Regions from separate parts of the Rattus norvegicus genome. Here regions 2 and 3 are each linked to region 1. The links are chromatin contacts, called in public Hi-C maps. All regions are on one chromosome and are shown on one strand. The core of a region is the stretch at or near the end of the contact, and the rest is flanking DNA. Distances in the headings are between cores, read along the strand shown. Region 1 holds the start of Mmadhc (metabolism of cobalamin associated D). Region 2 holds the start of Rif1 (replication timing regulatory factor 1). Region 3 has its middle 150 kb from the start of Rnd3.

Region 1 (3,555 bases), core at 618-3,117:
TATGTGTATGCATATTTCACTAGTAATACCTGCCCAGAATTTGCAACACATATAAGACAACACAAAACCCTTCTGTTTTCACATCTAAATGGTAAACCTTAAATTCAGTATAAACAGCATTCTAATAAAGAGTTGTTATTTTTTGATAAATTCATATTCATTTAAAACACAGTACTATCCTGTTTCACCTAACCTCCCTCCTTTTACACTATCATAGGCCTCTTCATATCACACCCCTTCAGGGCAGGTTGATAAAAATTCATCTTAAAACTCGGCTCATACTGGTATTCTCCTCTTAGGACTTGTCTCTACAGTCACACCTTCAAACACTTCGAAACAGAAATGCCAGCTCAACTAATCGTTGCCATATTAATTTTTTACTACAGCTCTGGTTACATTACAACTTGAATGAAGAAAAATTACTGAGTACAGCATTCCAGATTCTTGAATATTCCTTTATCTCACAGTCCAACTTCACCTCCTATATTATGTCCTTTGCACTTCTTACACTCAGGTGGGCAGAAATGACACCCTAATATTTAAACAACTCGGGGGAAAGTTTTTTTTTTTGTTTGTTTGTTTTTAATATAACACCTGATCTTCTAATTTAAACCTTGGATGATCCACAGTCATCTCTAAAAACTCAAGGTAAAGGTTTTCCCATTAGGGGATCTCAAACTCCAATTTTCTCTTATGCATGGATCTCTCATGATAACTTTTTTCAAGTTTTCAAGAAACTATTATGTGCTACTTAAAAAGTGTTTGTCTGAAAGTATGGATGTGTACCTGGGGTTTGATGTGGCCCAGAAGTGGGCACTGGTCCCCCAGAACTGGAGTTACAGAAAGTCGTGACCAGTCTTGCCGGTGTTAGGAGCTTGGGTCCTTGGGTATTGGCCTGTAGTCCTAACAGCTTCGCCCTCTTTCCTGGCCCCATCATGTGTTACTTCTAATAGAAGCCTTCATATTTCTTATGTCCTTAACCTATGAACTATCTTAGGTAGGATGTGCATAGTACTCGGGCACTTAGAGTCAAGTCTGTAAGTGTGAATAAGAACTTTTGCTGTGCTTTTATAGAAATTGTAAAGTCACTTACTATACTAATAACTTCAAAACTTCAGCTTAACCAAAGGCTTTTTTTTTGTTTTGTTTTTTTGTAAAGTGCTTAAAACGTTCTAAATATTTGCTGATATCGCTTTTAAAATTGTTGAAAGGATGCTTGCATTGAATTGGATTATATGCATATAAAATATGAAAATATTAAACTGGGGAAACAAACGTACCAGAATTTAATAGAATGTGCTGAACTGATTTCAAAGCATATAAACCTAATTTCACACCCTCTGCTCCCCGACACTGCTGATACATTAAGGCGACCATTATGCCAACGTCATCATAAACTCGTCCCTCCATTTCCTAACAAGTTTATTCTAAGAGTGACTTACATGGGCCATTTCTAGTGAAGAAGGCGGACGCAGACTTTTCCCCTCTGCAAAGTATCCCTGGGAGAGAGCAAAAACAAAACGGGCTAGTGACAGACCAAGCTCTACCGACGGAGGTTCGGGCCAGGCAGTATTAGCTTGTCCCTCCCCAAAGCCAGACCTCGGGCCCCGCGTCACCGAGAACCCGTGGGAACACTCGGGCCGGGCGGAACCCAGCAGGTCTGCGCTCCGAGCGCAGGCTCGGGCGGAGCCGTGTGGGGCGCGAGCAGAAGAACCCTGGGCAGAGGTGGGTGGACCGGGGCAATACCGACAGCAGGGGCACGGTCACCCGTGAAAGTGCAGAAGAGACCGCGGGTGGGAACCATCCGTACCAGTCACCACACGGCCAGCTGATCCAGTCCCTCAACACGTCCACTGTCAAAATGGCGGTCCAGGCAGGCGCTGTTGACGCCCAGACCTGAGTAGTTGCCTCCGAGCGCATCGATGCTGTCGGTCGATCTTCGAGTAGAGGCTGATCACAGGGCTTCAGAAGGTGAGCTAGTCTTTCATTGGGTAAACTGATGGGTGGATCACGGCGGGGTGGGACCAAATTGGGAATATTTACAGGACTCAGCACCAGTCTTAGCTGAGTCTTTGCTTCATTGACTTTTTGGTACCTTTGACAGATTTTTGTTGTTGTTGTTGTTTTTAAATTTTAAAAACTATTTTCTGTTTATGATTTTTTTTTTGCATGCATGTGTATATGTACAGAAGAAAGTGTTGGTTCTGCTGGGACTGGAGTCGCGGATGGTTGTGAACTGCCATGTGGGCGCTGGGAGTTGAAGTTGGATTCTCTGAGCTTGTGTTCTTAACTATTAAACTAACTCTTCAACTCCCTTCGACAGATTCTCTATCCTCCCCTAGACTTTCCAACAGCTTTCAGAAGATTCTGTCTTCTGTTGTTTGCATGACAACTGTTTGTCACTATTGTTTGTGAGGACTTTTTTTTTTTGTCCCAGTTCTGCGACAGCATCAGACTCTTAATAGGCTTGATAAACATACATACATTACATAATGTATCTATCAATAATAACATATAGCTTATCCAATTTAAAAAAAGAACCTCATAGTTAATGCTGAAGTTTCTTTAATTTTGGTAACTGTATTAATGACTTTTCTGCTGTGATGATCAAATACAACGGGCAAAGTAACTTATAGAAAGGATTGTTTATTTAGGCTTACCAGTCTAAGACTCCAAAATTGGGAGATGAGGATGGTTGGCAACAAGTAGTAAATGTAGAGACTAAAGCGGAAGCTGAGGGTTCGTATCTTGAAACTAAGGAGAAAGCAAAGAGCTCACTGGGGATGGTGGGTGGCTTTTTTTTTTTTTTTTTTTTTTGGTTCTTTTTTTTTTTTTTTCCGGAGCTGGGGACCGAACCCAGGGCCTTGCGCTTCCTAGGTAAGCGCTCTACCACTGAGCTAAATCCCCAGCCCGGTGGGTGGCTTTTAAAACTCCAAAGCGTCCTCACTAAAATACTTCCTCTTGCAACGCCATACGTTCTACCCCCCAACCGATATAAGCTTGCGACCAAGTGTCCCAAAACCTGAGCCTATGGAGGCCAATACAATAACTTCAGCAGTTGGAGAAAGTATTCATCAGGTATTTTGCTGAACTGGAACTTGCTGTTCCTTTCGTGCATTGACTCAAGTAAGAGTGTTTAGGCTTAATGGTATAAAATGTACTCAACCACATCAAGGGTTCTTACTATCAATATGATTTATCACCAGTTATCAGTTTGGTGAGGTAAAACCACGCTTCTCCACGGTGAGGTTACTCTTTCCTGGATATTCAAGGAGGAAACAAGGCCCAAATTGTAGGCGTGGGTAGTCATTCACCTGTCTGAGCACTGAGTGTCTTCAAAAATTAGCTGGAGGTCTTGTGGAAGAATTGTCCCTTCCGTTTGTCTATGCACTCAGTTTTTTTCTATTAATGTGGATTCATATTTATTTAAAATTCTTTTAATTTTGTTTTTCATATTGATCCAGTTTTTGGTTTCTTTTAGTTGGGCATCTATGCTTTTTGACATAACCCCATAGGTTTTGTTTGTTTGTTTGTTTGTTTGTTTTTGGTACTCAT
Region 2 (3,555 bases), core at 620-3,119, 1.8 Mb after region 1:
CCTCCTGCTTCTGCCTTCTAAGTGCTGGGATTAAAGGCAAGTACCACCACACCTTACTTGTTTTGCAGAGGCAAAAAAAAAAAGGTCTGGCTAAGTAGCCCTGACTGGCCGGTACTCATTATGTAGCCCAGGTTGACCTGGAACTCACAGCAATCCTACTGCCTCAGCCTTGTAAGTGATGGGACTACAGATTTGTGTTGATAAAATTTTCTAGAAATTTTGGTGGTAGTCTGTGTGGGAAAGGGGCTTTGTTTTGACTCTAATCTTTGACTTTTTTATATGAGATAGAAAACACTAAAGTCAGAGAACTGACTGACCTAACGTGATTGCCTGTGGATCTAACTATTTTCATAAATGTAACACTTCTGCTGCAAGTGCCTAGGACCAAATAGAAAATTAAGTCATTTTAGGAGATCAAGAGCTGGGCGTGGTGGTGCATGCCTTTAATCCCCACTCTGGGGAGGCAGAGGCTGGTGGATCTCCTTGAGTTTGAGCCCTCAGGGGTGGGGGTGGGTAGGGTGAGGGGGGTGGGAGAATTTAAATCTCAATGGATGGAATGTGGGTAGTGGTAGGGAAAGATTTCACCTGAATGGTGGATTTCGAATTCCACTAAATGAAGCTGAAGGCTTGTCAATATTTGTTTTTACTTTTGTGACAGGGTCCTGCAAAGTAAGCCAGTTTGAATTGGAACCTGGGATCCCTCTTATGCAAAACTTCTGAGTGCTGTGAAACAGGTGTGTACCACCGTGCTTAACTGACCCATAGTTCTTGAAAGAGGGGATTTAAAAATAAGGGATTTTCACAGGGAAAAGTTAAGAGGGTTGTTCAGAACAAGCGGTTCTGAACCCGAGGTTCGAACCTAGGGCATCAATGTGTCAGGGCAAACTCATAACAGAGCGTGGCTCTGGGTCGTTCTATTATTCTTTGTTGTTATTTTAACAGTTTTTTTTTTTTTTTTTTAAAGACAGGGTGTCATTATGTTGCTCTGGTTGTCCTCTAACTCTTTTATCTGTCTGCCTTTGCCAACTGAAATTTTCAGAGTAAAGGCGTGGGCCACTAGGTCCTGCTTCCTTGACCTTCGGTGCTTAAAGTTGAAACAATTTTGCAGGCTGTGGAGCATGCTGAGAGGCCCAAGAAATGATTTTAATGAGAACCACCTTCTTAGGGCTTCAGTTTCCCGGCACCTGCGTATCACAGGGCCACACTCACGCTAAACACCTGGGGTCCAAAGGAAGCCAGGAGATTCAAGGCTGGTGCCTCAATCTGAGGAATCCCAAGGCTGGAGGGCGGAAATTTGAAGTCTGCACATCAATGCCGCCCATTTCCAGGCTTTTGTTATGCAGGCCATTGGCCTCTTTTAACTCCACCCTTTCTGCACAGAAATGTGCTGCATCTCAGTCCAAACTGAGATGAGGTAAATTTGCTAAGGTCACAGACCAACGCTTGAACGCGTTGCTTGAGATGCGTCTCTGACTTACCCATTGGGCTAGGGCTTAGAGGCCGAAAGCTTGGCTGAGCAAGCGGACCTCTAGAAAACAAAAACCCAATAACAACCACAAAACAAGCCCAACAGCCTGCCATTCACTCTCAATCAAATGGTTTTGTTTGCTCATTTTGAGAGCACTGCATTTGGGAGTTTGCAAACTTGGTCTGATGAGTAGACTGAGTCAGGTGGAGCTGGGCACTAATCTACATCACCAATTTGTACCCCTTGCAGGAGGCGATACACGCCCCCCGAGGTGATCCGGGGGCGGGGGCGGGCAGCAGGCCATCGAGCAGCCCGGCGCGCCACCGCCCGTTGGATTGGCTCGAGCCTCTCCCGCCAGGCCTGCCCGGCTCCCGCGCGCCGCTGGGCCCGCCCCCGCCGCCATCTTGGTCGTGGAGGAGCGGGCTGCACGCGTGAGTAAATAAGCGCGAGCCGGGAGCGAACGGCGTCCCGGGGCAGAGAGCGGCGGAGCGGACTTCCCGCGTGGGGTGAGGAGCGGGAGTCTCGGCCGGCTCCGCCTCTGCCCCCTCGCGGCCGTGCTGCCTGGGAAGCGGCGGCCGGAGCCCGGCGGGCGGGAGGTCGGCCTGCGAGCGGGCGCGCGGCCCGGCGTGCAGGTGAGGGCGCCGCGCGGGCTGTGCCACCGGTCACTGGTGTCTTCCGGCCTCACTTCAGGGTGGCCGACATGACGGCCCCAGGTCGTAGCCCCCTGGAGCCGCTTCTGGAGACATGGGAGGACCCCTCGGTGTCTCCCGGAGAGCAGACGGACGCCTACCTAACTCTGACCAGGTGAGGCGGGCGGGAAAGGAACGGGGCGGGAGACGGGCTAGCTGTGGGGACCCGGCGGACGTGGGCAGCTTGGGGCGCACCGGGCCATGCCTACGGAGTGACGTTGCGGGGCGCAGCGGCGGCGTCCGAGGGCTTCTTCGGGGAGGAGCCGGCAAACGGGAGCCCTTAAAGAAAAGTTTGAGCTGAAAGTAGTTTGAAGAGCAGAGCTCCGCGCTGCAAACCTTGGGTGCCGTGGGAAAGTTGGTGGCCCTGAATTTCTGGGTTTAGTTAGTTAGGGTCTTTGAGTCAGGCTCACTCCAGTGCTCCCCGGTGGCCTCGAACTTGTGGTTCCGCCTAAGCCTTGTAGTGATTAAGATTACAGGTGCGCAAGCCAGCAAACCGGCCCCAGAATTGGCTTTTTAAAAAGTAGGGCCAGGAACCCCGTTTTTACTTTATTTGAAAGACTTTAGAAAATTTCTAAATTTTGTCAGGTGACAGTAATATTAGAAAATATGACTGGGGAAAAGGGTTCCCGTTTTCTAAAGATAAAAAAAAATTGTTAAAGATTTAAAAAGTTGTGTTCCCGTTTTCTAAAGATAAAAAAAATTGTTAAAGATTTAAAAAGTTGTGGCTAAAAAGCTTAGAGGCTTTTAGCAAGTTGCCACTTATATCTGGTGTAATTTACAATTTTTTTCCTATGTACCCTTGAACCATTTTAAAGGAAGAGGTTAATTTTCAAGGGCTTGAAAGTGATCTTTAAAAACTTAAAAAACAAACAAACAAACCAGCAAACAAAAACCAGTTACCAGTATGGGTACCTGTGCCTGCAGAAGCCTGAAGTGTTGGATGGCCCTGGAACTGGAGCTACAGGTGGTTGTGAGCCACTTGAGAGGGGTGCTGGGAATTGAACACCAGTCTTCTGCCAGAGCCTCTGTGTTCTCACCACAGTATTTTCTCTCCAACCCTGAAAATAATCCTTAAAAATGACAGTTTTTTGTTTTTGTTTATGCTTTCAACTAAGCTTACATTCTCTATTTCCTTTAAAGTCGTATGACAGGAGAAGAAGGAAAAGAAGTTATTGCAGAAATCGAGAAAAACCTTCCTCGGTTGTACACGGTTTTAAAGGTCAGTTTCTTAATGACACCATACTGCCTCAGTCTGAGCCCTTTGAAATCTTTTCCTTAGTTTTCCAAATCTGGGCTTCCAGGGGCAACTCTAATGAGCTTTCTAATAAAATGGTTTTTCGCTGTGGATATAGCATTACGCAGTGCATTATTAATGCCCTGAAGACAAAATAGCATCAG
Region 3 (3,555 bases), core at 278-2,777, 1.0 Mb after region 1:
TGAGAAATATATTAGCTTTTGGTGCATTTCTTCTAAGATCTGCCAGGGACCTACTGTTTTACCTGTAGTTTTCTCCTAGTTGCCAACTTTATTTCTTCTTTAGCATCCTTTTTCTTTTCATGAGAATGTCCAGAGTGGCTACAGTCACTTCATCAATTCAGATTTTCGCAGGTTTGACTCACTGCCCACTTTAGTAGCTTGGATTAGAATGCTTTTCTTTTTATTTTATTTTTTTCTCCTTAAGTCATCTAGTTCATTAGGTTTATAATAATGCTCTGTTTCTTGTGTTCTCTGCTATCCTCCACAAACAGCATATACACTCCAGAGTGCTTCTCTGCCCAGTGTTGATTCCAGAAAATGCAGCTACCTCACCTTATTTAAGAGCATAGCTGGGTGCTGGGTGGGCTGCATTAATCTCTCTCTCTCTCTCTCTCTCTCTCTCTCTCTCTCTCTCTCTCTGTGTGTGTGTGTGTGTGTGTGTGTGTATTATTGATAGACATGATTCCAAGAACAACAGCTTAAAGCAAAATATAATCAGCAGAGTCATTTCTTTGGCAACTAAAACCAACCTGCAGAAGTCTTGCTGTCACAGAAACTGACTCAGACCCACAACTGCTCACCCACCCGCACATATAGTCAAGGGAGATTGTTCCCTCAGCTTTGGGATTATAGCTCCCTCACAGTGGGCTGGATAGCAAGCTACAATGAGTCATGAGAACCTGAAAGAGTCAAGCCTTGTGATGCTTCCAGGAACCTTTAGTGGGTAGAACAGAATCACAAAGCCCAGGCCTAAATGCTATTTCTCATTATTTATCTCCAGCAGCTTCAAAACTGCCCCTGATGCCTCAGCACAATGTGACAAAAGGCCCTGGCTCATCTGAGTGACTGGAGAAGGGGCTGCTTTGTTTAGTGAGATATTCTGGAGCCTCAGTGCTGGCTCTATGGTTTGTGAACTTTGATTAGCAGGCGCCTTGCATTTCTCTGGCCGTCTTTGGAAACAGGTATGTAGATGATTCACAAGGATATTGAAGGTCTTAAAATGACAGATGCATCATAGAAAAACTGACTAGAGCAATAGAAAAAAGAGCTGAAAATGTTCTGCTTGTAACCACCCATTCTTAGTAATAATTCATTTGGGGGGAAAAATAGGTTCATTTATTTTCACTTCCTGACACAAAAATGAACTATGAATGAACCACCTTCTTCTTCTCCTTTTTATTTTATTTTTTTGAAGTTTAGTTGCTGTATCTTGTTGCTTATTCATAAAAGGATGAAGTTGTTTTCCACTAAGTGGCTTTCCTGTGACAATAATAAGCTTACCATTAGTTTTGAATTTTCAACTGAAGTGTTCTCATCAAAGACGGCTGTGGAACAGAATGAGAAATTGTTGTCCCTTCCTGAGATTTTCTCAGCTCTCACCGGAAACATGTTCCCGCAAACACTGACCCAGCTCAACCCCACTCCGTTTCTCAGAGCAGATGAGGTCATGTCCTGGTGTGGTGGCGCTCTGCACTGCAATCCCAATCATTTGACCATTGCTGGTATATAAAATGAGAGCCAGGACTTTAGATTGCACAGCCATCTAACAGAGGAGGGTACTGTCTGTACGGGAAACACTACATGATTCATTTTTTTTCTTAGAAAAAAAATTAAAGTCATATTTCTTTGATGTGTCAGCAGTGATGACTAAAAGCAGATTGCAGATTCTTTGTACTCAACTAGAGGGAGAAATCCACAGAGAGAAAGCAGGAGAGCAAAGCAGGGTTAGTGCTGTTCCTAGCAAATTCACCTAAATCAAATGCATAGCTCTTGGAATGTAATAGTGTAACCTAATGATGCTCACAGAAAGGCCATATGAGAACAGAAATGATTATTCTTGTCTGTCTAGGAAAAGAAGTGCATGGGGAGGGGGCACACAGAGCCCGGAATGGTGGTGTGTCATGTGAATACAAGGATACACATTGAGAGCTACAGGAAGAGGAAGAGACCATTCCCGAAATAATTTGGAAGTATGACCAGAGGGCTATGCAGAGGCTCTCTGTCATTTATGTTCTTCCTTTGGCTTAGTTCTACTGTGATCCCATCAGGCCCTCTACAAAGATGAACAAGAAACAAGATGTTCATATGTCTATGGATGACAACCATGACACCTGCCGGAGAGATGGGAAAAGGAGCCCCATGGAGTAGGCTGCTGTTAATCCAGTAAACCAAAGCAGTTCAGCTGCGCCATTACTAAAGCTTCCTGGGAATGAATGGATGGGAGCAATGAAAGAACACAGGCATTTTCCGGGAGGTAGAAAGAAGGACAATGACTCATCCTCTTCCTTTATATGGAAATCATTCTCTGTCTTCCCTTGAGCCTCAAGGATTCCCATACTTTCGGATTGCTCCTACCTGATTATGTCTCCCTGAATGGAGTCACTGTGTTTTAGGCTTTTACTCCATTGGAAGCTTCAGTGCCTGTGTCTTCCCTCTTTGACTATCACTGACTGTGCCCTCAAACCAAGGGTAAAGCAAAATCTAGGGATGAGTCCCAAGGACCACACACTCTGGGACCAGTGAGTAGATACTGAGAGAAAAATTCACTGGTTTTTTTTTTTTTTTTTTTTTTGCCCAGTAAAGACACCAAATTCCAGGAATTCCTTGGAAAACACCCAGGTATGCAGATTGAACGAGGTTGTTGCTGTTTGATCCCTGAACAATACATACTTTCTCTGGCTAAGATGGCCAGCTCACCCAGTGCTCAAAAGACAGTCTGCTGTATATAATCAGAATCTTAAGAGAGTTAACAGAGTGAATTTAGCTGATTGTAACAAATCACAACTAGGGTAATGAACTTGTACGCACTGCAAATAACACAGCTCTCTCCGAGTAGATAGGTGCAACTCCTTGTGCTCACCCTGGGGGTTTGGTGTTACCGTGGCTGTTGTTTAAAGACCATGAACAGCATCAAGAATGCCTAGATGCCCCTGTCCATCAGGAGCACAGCACTGTTCACACCAAAATCTTAAAATATCCTCAACAAACGGAGTCAGAAAAAACACCTGCCAAGCCTCCCTTCGTTGCTTTGCAGGAAGCTTTACAAATGGTGCCGTGAGAGTCATTTCAAATTAGACTATCAGGCTGACAGGCCTAGCATCACTAGCTTGCAAAAACCTCATCGAATGTGACAGGATGGAAATCTAGGTGGCATAATGAGGCATGGGAGTAATATTTTCAAGGGTGCTAGTAGTTATTCCATGGATCTTTCCCCTCGAGGCAAGTAAGCTCCCCAAATTCATATGTCTATTTTCATGTATTTTCTTTTTCTTCATCGTTCTCCCTCAGTGCGTAATGCACCAACATCCAGTGGGTTATGCCAGATTTCAGATATATACTTCCCTCCGGGAAACAAAGGATGCTCGGGTTTCTTGACCATTTGAATGGAAAGCAGGCTTCCGGGAGGATACAGGATGTAATCGTTTTCTAAGTCAGGCAGTCTCGTGTCAGATTTGTGGCTTGTCCTCTCCTCGGTAATTATGTTTTGTTTGGAATCATCTGTGCTACTCTGCATCG

The links. Hi-C and Micro-C count contacts between places; a contact is called where the count stands out from the background.
Region 2: a Hi-C map of liver shows a contact between it and region 1, with 4 times the contacts expected there. The contact joins the promoter of Rif1 here to the promoter of Mmadhc in region 1. A contact is called at or near these places in 2 of 12 Hi-C or Micro-C datasets (liver and mammary epithelial cells).
Region 3: a contact with region 1 is called in a Hi-C map of the A7r5 cell line, with 5 times the contacts expected there. The contact joins the enhancer-like site here to the promoter of Mmadhc in region 1. A contact is called at or near these places in 2 of 12 Hi-C or Micro-C datasets (the A7r5 cell line and Schwann cells).

The regions. Positions count from the first base shown.
Region 1 is chr3:55,133,862-55,137,416 of GRCr8, forward strand. It overlaps Mmadhc (metabolism of cobalamin associated D), which reads right to left and starts at 1,868. Exons shown (of 8, transcript NM_001004280.1): 1 at 1,811-1,868; 2 at 1,443-1,499. The coding sequence starts at 1,451. LOC102555425 (a long non-coding RNA gene) reads left to right here and starts at 1,762. Exons shown (of 3, transcript XR_001837105.3): 1 at 1,762-1,971.
Region 2 is chr3:56,961,985-56,965,539 of GRCr8, forward strand. It overlaps Rif1 (replication timing regulatory factor 1), which reads left to right and starts at 1,870. Exons shown (of 35, transcript NM_001427744.1): 1 at 1,870-2,272; 2 at 3,298-3,376. The coding sequence starts at 2,169.
Region 3 is chr3:56,148,099-56,151,653 of GRCr8, forward strand. No RefSeq gene overlaps it. Among named protein-coding and RNA genes, the nearest start is that of Rnd3, 150 kb to the left of the region's middle. Within about 2 kb of position 1,528, at least 25 of the 93 cell types and tissues checked have an H3K27ac peak or open chromatin away from gene starts, as enhancers often do. A contact at or near this core is called in the A7r5 cell line and Schwann cells, where this site is marked.